2 separate regions of the Callithrix jacchus genome follow, and region 1 is linked to region 2. A link is a contact called in public Hi-C data. All regions are on one chromosome and are shown on one strand. Each heading gives the region's core, a stretch centred on a gene start, on an enhancer-like site or on the middle of the called end of the contact. The rest is flanking DNA. Distances are from core to core; before and after follow the strand shown. Region 1 holds the start of CNOT10 (CCR4-NOT transcription complex subunit 10). Region 2 holds the start of CMTM6 (CKLF like MARVEL transmembrane domain containing 6).

Region 1 (5,511 bases), core at 2,881-5,380, 160 kb after region 2:
CCAAAAATACAAAAAATTAGGCCAGGCCAAGTGTCTCACACCTGTAATCCGAGAACTTTGGGAGGCCATGGCAGGTGGATCATCTGATCTGGCCAGTGTGGCAAAACCCCATCTCTACTAAAAACACAAAAATTAGCCAGGTGTGGTGGCATGCACATGTAATCCCAGCCAGTCGGAAGGCTGAGGCAGGAAAATCACTTGAACCTGGGAGGCGGAGGTTGCAGTGAGCTGAGATTGTACCATTGCACTCCAGCCTGGGCAACAAGAGAGAAATTCTGTCTCAAAATAAATAAGTAAATATTTTAAAAATAAAAATAACAAAAATACAAAAAATTAGCCAGCTGCAGTGGCGTGCACCTGTAGTCCCAGCTACTTGAGAGGCTCAGGTGGGAGAATGACCTGAAACTGGGAGTCAGAGGCTGCAGTGAGCCATGATTACACCCCTGCACTATAGCCTGGGTGACAGAGTGAAACCTGTCTCAAAACAAACAAACAAACCACATATAGTTTGAAGGACTGTGAATGGATACTGGTATCATTATTAGCTGGAGGTAAAGTGACTCACCATAGTTTATGACAGAACAAAGTCCTCCTGAGTTTTTTCACCTCCCAGTCCTGAATTAATTCTCCATCATTGATGTCAGCCTGATTCTGAAAAAAGGGAGAACTACTGATTTTGAAAATGAAGGGAAGAGAGCACAAATATCTTCAATATACTAGCAAATTCTAGAGTCTAGAATCTAGTGGTTAAGATAATAGCCATTCACCAGTCTTGTGGCTTGGGAAAGCAGATTAACAGCCATGCCTCAGTTTCCCTATCTATGAAATGGAGGATAAGACCCAACATAGATGTAACCACACGTGATAAAGTGAAAGGGAGACTAAGAAAATTTTTTAAAAATCGTTCTGTTGTAGAATGTTCCCAACTGGACATAAACAGCACTCATAGAATATGACCAATGTTCATTGATAGTTTCACCATGATTGTTTTGGACAAGACAGAAACAAGACCCTCCACAGCCACAAAAATGAGGACACACCCCCTTCTTCTAACATGAGTAATTCTGCTTTTTTACCAGTGACATCTCTAGCTTGCTTTACTCCTCCTTCTGTTTAGATAAAACCAGGACTGAATTGCCTGCTTCCTTCTTTTTTGTTTTGAGATGGAGTTTCACTCTTGTTACCCAGGCTGGAGTGCAATGGCGGTATCTCGGCTCACTGCAACCTCTGCCTCCTGGGTTCAGGCAATTCTCCTACCTCAGCCTCCTGAGTAGCTGGGATTACAGGCACGCAGCACCATGCCCAGCTAATTTTTTGTTTTTAGTAGAGACGGGGTTTCACCATGTTGACCAGGATGGTCTCGATCTCTTGACCTCGTGATCCACCCGCCTCGGCCTCCCAAAGTGCTGGGATTACAGGCTTGAGCCACCGCGCCAGGCCCAAATTGCCTGCTTCCTGACAGCATCCAATTCAAATCTGGCCTCCTGCTTTCCCAATCCCTTTACCACAAGCCCGAATTCTATGAGATTCCTCCTAATTCCTTTTTATTAAGAGGCTCCCTTCTACACTTCACATTTGCCTTTTTATTATTTATTTCTTCTTATTATTATTATTATTATTTTTTTTTTGAGACGGAATTTCCCTCTTGTTGCCCAGGCTGGAGTGCAATGGCATGATCTCGGCTCACTGCAACCTCCACCTCCTGGGTTCAAGCTATTCTTCTGCCTCAGCCTTCCAAGTAGCTGGGATTACAGGCACCCAGGCACCCATCACAACACCCGGCTAATTTTTGTATTTTTTTTTTTTAGTAGAGACAGGGCTTCACCCTGTTGCCTAGTCAGGTCTCAAACTTCTGACCTCAGGTGATCTGCCTGTCTTAGCCTTTCAAAGAGCTGGGATTACAGGCGTGAGCCACTGTGCCTGGCCAGGTGTGCCTTTTTATGGTGGGCACATATCCATTAGAAGTCATACTAGAGTATGAATATTGGCTTTATTCAAAATCGATAAAATATCCAAATGCCCAACAATAAAATGACTATATATACTTCCAGGTACAGGTAAAGCTCTGTCCTTTCTCTGGGTGCTAGTTACATGTATGTGTTTAATTGATGAAAAATCAATAAGCTGTACTTATGATTCATGCACTTTTCTTTGTGTATCTCAGCCTGAATTAAAAAGTTTAAGAAAAAACAAATACTTTCTGTTTGTTTGTTTGAGACCGAGTCTCACTCTGTCCCCCAGGCTGGAGTGCAGTGGTGCTGTCTTGGCTTACTGTAACCTCTGCCTCCCGGGTTCATGCAGTTCTCCTGCCTCAGCAACCTGAGTAGCTGGGATTACAGGCGCCCGCCACCACACCTGGCTAATTTTTGTATTTTTAGTAGAGATGAGATTTCACCATGTTGCCAGGCTGGTCACGAGCTCCTGACCTCAAGTGATCTGCTTGCCTTGTCCTCCCAAAGTGCTGGGATTACAGGCTGGAGCCACCATGCCCAGACAAAAACAAATACTTTTTTAAAAAGTAAGTTTAAAACAACAACAAAAACAAAGCAAAACAAACAAACAGGTATAAACCTGAAAAACCTCCCAATTAACAAAGCTGGGACAATTTAAGCAAAAAAAAAAAAAAAAAAAAAGTAGAATTGGAATGTAGCCAATATAAGATAAACATCCATGAATCCATACTGATATAAATATATTATTGAATAGATAATATATTGATCATCTTCCCTAACTGAGGGAGAAGAGGCAAATTTCCCTTGGGGAGGATAATTTATGTACATACTCCCCACTGCAGGAGGTAGAGCTTAAATCCCCTCCTTCCCACCTTGAGTGTGGGTTGCATTTATTGGCTTGGTTATGAAGTAGAGTAGAAGTAACTGCACAGTGGAGAAAACTGGCAAGCACTACCTCAGAGAGGTAATTGAGGTTAACAATGTCAGTGATGTCATTTTGATAGCATATACCATTGATTCTATGTGATGAGAATAGCCAGTCACCTGTGGTTTTCCTCCTAAACACCCAAAACCCCAATCTAACCATGAGAAAAACATTGGGTAAACCCAAACTGAGGCACATTCCACCATAAATATCTGAGGAGTAACTCTTCAAAACTGTCAAGGTCATCAAAAACAAGGAGAATCTGAGAAACTGTCACAGCCAAAAATAGCCTAAGAAGACATCATGAATAAATGCAATGTGGTGTCCTGGGCAGGATCCTGGAACAAAAACCAAAACCAAAAAGGACATTGAAAGAAAGCTGGTAAATCTGAAGAAAATGTGTAGTTTAGTTAGCAACAATGCACCAATCAAACTGGTTTCTTAGATGTGATCAATAATGTACTATAGTAAAATAATTAAGATGTTCACAATTGGAGAAACCAGGTGAGGGGACAGGAACTCTAGGCGTCATCTTTGCAACTTTTCTGCATAACTAGAACTATTCTAAAATAGAAAGCGTTTCTTTTTAAACGGGGATCCTCAACAGTGCCTCTCTCACGGGGTGGTTGTGAGAAATCAATGAGATAGTACAGGCCAAGTGCAGGGCTCAGTGCTTAGACATAAATGTCAGATGTGGTTATTGCAATCTTGTTTGTTTGTTTGTTTTTTGTTTTGAGACGGAGTTTTGCTCTTGTTACCCAGGCTGGAGTGCAATGGCACGATCTCGGCTCACTGCAACCTCCGCCTCCTGGGTTCAAGCAATTCTCCTGCCTCAGCCTCCCAGGTAGCTGGGACTACAGGCATGCACCACCATGCCCAGCTAATTTTGTATTTTTAGTAGCGATGGGGTTTCACCTTATTGACCAGGATGGTCTCGATCTCTTGACCTTGTGATCCACCCACCTCAGCCTCCCAAAGTGCTGGGATTACAGGCGTGAGCCACCGCGCCCGGCGTTATTGCAATCTTATGTAAAATTGAGGGACAAAAGTTCTGACACTTCGATGTTTTTAATCACAATAAGCAAAAGAGAGGCGCGTACGTTGCACCACGTCCATTGTGCTAACATCCCGAGGTTCCAGCCAGAGCACGTCCGGCCCGGGGCGGGGCGCGGAGGGGACGTCGGCGTGGGGCGGGGCCAGCAGCGGTTCCCACGCCGGCGCTGCAGGCGCGGCGGGCCACCGCCCCCGGAAGTAGTGGGTACCGGGACGCCGTGGGGCGGAAGCTGTGTATGGCGGGACGCTGTGGCGCTGCCCGGGCGGGGACGCTGTTGCTGTTGCTAGACGACGCGAACTAGCTCTCGTCACTTCCTCAGCCCGCCGTCTGCCCACTCCTCAAGCCGGAACCCGGGGGCCCGGAGCTGGGGTAGGCAGAGTTGTCCTCCGACGTCCAGGACAGCTGCCAGCCCGGCGGCGGGAGTCAGGGCCACGCCACCTGCAGGGAAGAACCCGAGCCGAAGCGGGAAGATGGCTGCAGACAAGCCTGCAGGTAGGGCGCCAGCACCCCGAGCGACGAGACGGCTGGACCTGCGGGGCCGGGCAGACCCTGCTCTGAGAGGCGGCGGGGCTCCGGGTGGGGACTCCAGGGCGACTTGAATTTGGGCGTGCATTTCTTTACCCCATCCTCTATCTCGGCTGTCGCTAACGTGAGTCTTTGGGCCCCGAGTTCAATAGTTGTTTTACTCAAGTGCAGCATGAAGTCGCTACTGGCCGCCTTTGCCGTGCTCTCCAGGATAACTCTGGCCCAAAAAGCTTAAATGTATTTTGCCCCTTCGCAGACTTTTCGACTTCTTCGTGGGAAAAACAGACAAGAGAAAGTCACCCTGGAGCACACATCTGCCTGTAATATCGCGTGGCTCACGCTGGGATTAACCTTGTCTGTTTTGGCCACACGTGGTGGCTTCCTTTGGTCATTGACTCCTATGGAATTAACTTTGTAAAGACCATTATTTATTTATTTATTTCAATAGAAATGGGTGGGGGTCTCACTATGTTACCCAGGCTGATCTCGAACTTCTGGGCGCAAGCGATCCTACTGCCTCTGCCTCCCAAAGTAAACCACTTACTTAAAAAGGCATAAAATCCCATTGCCTTTCTACAATCCGTGCTCCTAATATCTTGTGTTTGGTACCTAATTCCTCTAGTTCCTTGAAATTACTTAATCTCGATGGTTTTCTTATGGATTATTGCTCCCATTCCTAGAATCTTCTCCATTAAGGAATATAAAATTATTTCTTGACCATGTCCAGAATGTTCCCTGCAAGAAATTAATATTCTTTGTGGCATACAGGTTTTATTGGAAAGAACTTAAGTGACAGGATTTAAAAAGTGATGGAACTTAGAATTTTTACAGTGAATTTAAAGAAAAAAATCTCAGTGTGCTGTGGATTTTAGTAGGTTCTAATCACAGTAACTGACAAAGGAACTTCACTTGGAAGTTAAACCAATTGTATTTTAGGTACAGAGGAATAAAAATCATTATAGGATCTCTTCAGTAATCTTCTAAGAAGAAAAACAACGGAGGAAACGCCTAGAGAGGGTATAAGGAATATGCTGTGAAATTTTAGATAGGTTGGT
Region 2 (5,647 bases), core at 969-3,468:
ATTTTTTTAAGCAGCAAGAATGCTTCAGATGGGCCAGGCACAGTGGCTTACACCTGTAATCCCAGCGCTTTGGGAGGTCCGGGGGCAAATCAGCCTGGTCAACTTGGCGAGACTCCGTCTCTACAAAAAATACAAAAAAGGCGGGGAGCAGTGTAATCCCACGCCTGTAATCCCAGCACTTTGGGAGGATGAGGAGGGCAAATCAGTAGGTCAGGAGTTCAAGATGGCCAACATAGTGAAACCCCATCTCTACTAAAAATACAAAAAATTAGCTGGGTGTGGTGGTGTGCGCCTGTAACCCCAGCTACTTAGGAGGCTGAGGCAGGAGAATCACATGAACCCGGGAGGTAGAGGTTGCAGTAAGCCAAGATCGCACTATTGCACTCCAGCCCTGGCAACAGTGTGAGACTCCGTCTTGGGGAAAAAAAAAAAAAAAAACCCGCACACATACACACAAAATTAGCCAGGCATGTAGGTACCTGTCTGTAGTCCCAACTCCTTGGGGAGGTGGAGGCAAGAGAACTGTTTAAATCTGGGAGGCGGAGGTTGCAGTGAGCCAAGATCGCACCACTGCACTCCAGCCCGGAGACAGAACAAAACACACACACACACACACACACACACACACACACACGCTTCAGATAAATATTCTTTTCTGTTCCAAAGAGTTCTACTATTCATGTAGAAAATTTTAGCTTTACTGAAGAGAAATACAGCTGATACCCAAAGACCACGTGACCGCTGACAAGAGGAAGAGCAGAAGGAAGACGGTAGAAGGAACAGGTTATGCAAAGGAACAGTGGTAGGAAGGAGCCCCTGATGCCTCGTAATAAATTAAAGGTGGCTGGTGTGGACCCACCTACAGGGAGAATGGAGAGAAAGATAAGGCCGGATCCTGCTGGTTTCCATAGGCCACATTACCACTCGCTTTCAAACGATTTCCCAGGCGTCATCAGATATGATCATTTTGATCACTCAACAGCAGTGCCGATTTCCGACTTCTGTTTTTCTATTCAATAAAATTAGGTCATCTGAGTTCTAAGAACTTAACTTCTAGTCATTTGAGTGGTAAGAATTTAAGTTCTTTCCGAGGAAGCCAATGTTTTTTAACCTTTTACTTAGAATGGTTAAAAAACAAAGCAAAGTAAAACAAAACAAAGCCCATAAACATTCTAATCATTCGGATTTTTCCTACACTGGTTCTACTGCAGAAAACGTTCCTCCTCATCTGTGGCTGAAACAGGACACAGCTCAACGCCACTGTAAAGCGAACTGTAATTTAAATCTCAAAAGATGCTGTGATTTTTTTCACTAATAGATTTATGGTACTTTAACTGCTTAAAAGAAACTCAATGAAATGGAAAGCTGCATACCATGCCTGGTTCTGCTATCCGCACAGACTCACAAAAAGCCGCCCTTTGACTTTCCACTTCGAACCCATATTGCTCAATTCTGAAATAATGCTTTTCCAGTCAATAACAAACTTTTAGAAGACAATTTACTGGGCACGCACACACACATACACAACTCAATGCCATGCTTGGTATCGAGGACTTTGCTCAGCAGGTTAAACTGCCCTCAAGGGCTCTCAACAGGAAAACCGCAAAAGCCAGAAAAGATAAACAGAAAGCGCTTCACAGTCTAATTACAGGCACTGTGGACGATAGTGCAGAGTGGAGCCGGGAGAAGGAGGAAAGCCGCCAGAGAGGAGTGGAAGAGGTTGAAGTGGCTGCCCTGGGTCTCCGAAGCATTTCCCGGGCCTGCTTAACAGGCTGGGTGGCCCCAGTTCGTGGGATCCCGGAGCGGGGAGCCGTGGGGCTGAGGGGCCGCCCGACGGAAGGGCGGAGGGTAACGCCCCCTTCCCGGGCGGAGAGGGAAGGAACTAGAGGTGTAGAAACCGCCTCGCACTCAACCACCAAGCCGAAGAGAAGCAGCTCCGCGGCCTCCCAAGCCCGGGCCAGACCCCGCTCCCCACCCCGGGCTCGCCTCACTCCCGCGGCCAAGGACTCACCAGCTGCAAGCCCTTGAGAACGCGCCGGAGCCAGGGGAGTCGGCCTAGGAAGAAGTAGGCAGCGAGGCCGCTCCGGGGCCCTGTGGCGGTGCCCGGGTCTTCCTCCGTAGTGAGTCTGTACACCGCTCCGTTCTCCATCGCCTAGGGCCGGGGAGCGCGGCAGCCACAGCAACCGCGCCGCCGACTTCGCGGACTCCAGAAGTCCCCCGGAGCGCGGAGGGGCCGTCACTTCCTGGGCCTCCTCCCCGGCTTCCGTCCGACTCCGCCCCGCCCCCTCCCTCAGCTGACTTGCCTGTTAGCTCTTGGGCTTCTTCCGACTTTCGTCCAAGGATTGAGTTCATTCTGTGAGGCTTTCACGGATTTCTCACCTCCCTCCATATTTCATCTTCCTGATGTTCATTCATTCATTCATTCATTCACTCACTCAATGTTTTTTAGTACTTTCAGCGTGCAGGGAAACCCGTTCTAGGTGCTAGGGTGACAGCCAAGTACCACCCAAAATCACAGGATCTCTAGAAACAGACAGACGATAAACAAGAAAACAGATTAATAACAATTTCAGATAGTGATAAGTGATGTGAAAATATGACATTAAAATAGTAGATTCGGCACTTCTGGTGGCTTGGTAAATTCATTTAAAAAAAAAAAAAAGGAAGAAGAAAGAAAAGGATGGATAGTTGAGTGCTCTACTTAAATGGCCACTACTAGGTATCAGCTGTATTTCTCTGAAGTAAAGCTAAAATTTTCTACGTGAATAGTAGAACTCTTTAGAACAGAAAGGAATATTCATCTGAAGCATTTTTTTTTTTCTCTTACTCTGTCGCCCAGGCTGGAGTGCAGTGGTCAGGAAAGGCCTCTCTGAGGACCATGATCTTTGAGTTGAATGAGACGCAAAGTAGGAGAAGTCAGGCTTGGGAAGATCTGGGGAGAGCCTTTCATGCAAGTGCAAATGTTCGGAGGACCAAATGAGTTTGGCTGAATCTGAAGCCCAAAGGCCTGTGTGGCTATGAATAAGTATGGGAGGAAAGAAGATGAGGTTGGAGATGTAGGCAAGGGCCAGATAATGTTGAGGACTTGCAGACAAGGGACGAATTCAGATTTCATTTTAAGTACAATGAGTTGTCTGTAAGGACTTCCAGGATTGCTCGCTCCCACGTCTCTCCAGATTCCACTGAGGCTCACTTTTCTATTGGGTACCAGCCCCAACCCTGTACGTGGGTGCCCTTAGTCCCGGAGGTGATGAGATATTGAGAAAAGGAAATAAAGACAGAGACACGAGTAGATTTTACAGCGTTGGTCCAGAGCTCTGGGCTCCAAACACTTTTATTATGTGCATAATCTCATTGATCTTATAGACATGGAAGGGAGGGTAAAGGGGTAGGTAAGACAGTGGGAGAGAGCACTTGTGATCCTTCTAAGACATGCTAAACTAGTACTCTGAGTTTATCACCAATTGCTATCGGGTTGCTGCGGGATCAGAAGTATAGCAGATGGGGAGCCACCAGGTCTGACCACATCCAATGCATCAGGGGCTTTTATCTCCCTAGCACTGAGGACATAGAGCAATTAAAATCACTCCATATTCCGAGAACCTAGACAGAGCCTGAGGCTTTCCATTATCTCTGCCCTGCAAGGATTTTCTCCTCCTTGCCAGCTCCCATCTGCAAAGACCCTCCTGGATCTTGTGAGCAGAGATCGACTCCCTTCTCAGAGATCTTTGCAGAAGCCCTCTTTACAAGACCCTCATGCAGTCTCCATGTTGAGAATGCGTTCGTGGGACCACAGCAGTATTGCCTGTTCTGCAGCCACCCCGAGGTGTTCCCTGGTGTTACTTCGCTCTCAGATGGTCTTTACCTTAGGCTTCCTGTTGCTGCTTGATTTCTAATTAACTGCACCAATAATATAGTTTAGTTCTGTGTATAAACTTCAGTGTACTCTGAGCCAAGCAAGCTTTTAATTATTTAGCTAGAATTAACATAGGTCTCCCCCTGGCCATGTTGACCCACACTTTTCAAAATCATTTTGTTTGTCTCTTTCTTGATCACCAACTGCTACAGTCACATATGTTATTTTGTGTGAACTTGTCAAGGAATGCAATTATATTTTAACAAACTGAAGTTGATTGAGTTACAGAATCTTCACTTTCAAATGAGACAATTGAGGCCAAGAGGCTGAAATCATATGCAAGGTCAAACAGCCAAGAGCAGCTGGAATGCAGGCCTAGGCAGTCTGACTCGAAACCTAGCTGCTAACTACTAACCCAACCACCATCAGCCTCTAACTCCTCTCCACTGGAGTCTCAAAACCCGGTGGCTCATGCCTGTAATCCCAGCACTTTGGGAGGCCGAGGCGGGCAGATCATGAGGTCAAGAAATGGAGATCACTTGGCCAACATGGTGAAGCCCTGTCTTTACTAAAAATACAAAAATTAGCAGGGAGTGCTGGTGTGCACCTGTAGTCCCAGCTACTTGGGAGGCTGAGGCAGGACAATTGCTTGAACCTGGGAGATGGAGGCTGCAGTGAGCTGAGTATGCACCACTGCACTCCAGCCTGGTGACAGAGTGAGACTCTGTCTCAAAAAAAAAAAAAGAAAAGAAAAGAAAAAGAAAAAGAAAAACCCATGGAAGAGAGAAGTGGTTTCTCTTGCCATCTGCTGCCACCCCAAACCTCCCTTTCTTCTTTCAGTAACAAACAAAAGCTCCCATTCAAATGAACAGAGACAAGTAGATACTGCCTTGCTGAGGCCACCTACAACCAGCCAGAACTATCCTTCTGTCTTTGATTACATGCATTCTGAATGTCCTCCTGAGGCCAAGATGCCACCAATTCTGTCCAACAAAAGAAGGCCACTGTATTTTTACCAGGGCTACAAGGACTCATTGCCTCATTATTCTTCAAGTTACTATCATCCTAAATTGAACACTACTAATGTCTATAATTTCCTTTGAAATTCATCCAAAATTAAGATGAGTTGATGATTAGAGAGATGAATAAAAGATTTGTGATAGGCTGGGCGTGGTTGCTCATGCCTGTAATCCCAGCACTTTGGGAGGCTGAGGTGGATGGATAATCTAAGGTCAGGAGTTCGAGACCAGCCTGACCAACAAGGTGAAACCCTGTCTCTACTAAAAATACAAAAATTATACAGGTGTGGTGGCACATGCCTGTAATCCCAGCTACTCGAGAGGCTGAGGCAGGAGAATTGCTTTAACCTGGGAGGCGGAGATTGCAGTGAGCCAAGATTATGCCACTGCACTCCAACCTGGGCAACAGAGCAAGACTTCATCTCAAAAAACAAAAAACAAAAAGCTGGGCGCGGTGGCTCAAGCCTGCAATACCAGCACTTTGGGAGGCCGAAGCGGGCGGATCACGAGGTCAAGAGATCGAGACCATCCTGGTTAACTTGGTGAAACCCCTTCTCTACTAAAAATACAAAAAATTAGCTGGGCATGGTGGTGTGTGCCTGTAATCCCAGCTCAGGAGGCTGAGGCAGGAGAATTGCCTGAACCCAGGAGGCGGAGGTTGCAGTGAGCCGAGATCGTGCCATTGCATTCCAGCCTGGGTAACAAGAGCGAAACTCTGTCTCAAAAAAAAAAAAAATTTATGATAAAGTAACTGTGGTAACATATTAATGGT

Evidence for each region. Hi-C and Micro-C count contacts between places; a contact is called where the count stands out from the background.
Region 1: a Hi-C map of induced pluripotent stem cells shows a contact between it and region 2, with 3 times the contacts expected there. The contact joins the promoter of CNOT10 here to the promoter of CMTM6 in region 2. A contact is called at or near these places in 3 of 3 Hi-C or Micro-C datasets (induced pluripotent stem cells and skeletal muscle).

What each region holds. Positions count from the first base shown.
Region 1 is chr17:70,866,227-70,871,737 of calJac240_pri, forward strand. CNOT10 (CCR4-NOT transcription complex subunit 10) reads left to right here and starts at 4,131. Exons shown (of 21, transcript XR_013528719.1): 1 at 4,131-4,423.
Region 2 is chr17:70,711,339-70,716,985 of calJac240_pri, forward strand. CMTM6 (CKLF like MARVEL transmembrane domain containing 6) reads right to left here and starts at 2,219. Exons shown (of 4, transcript XM_002759717.6): 1 at 2,012-2,219. The coding sequence starts at 2,149.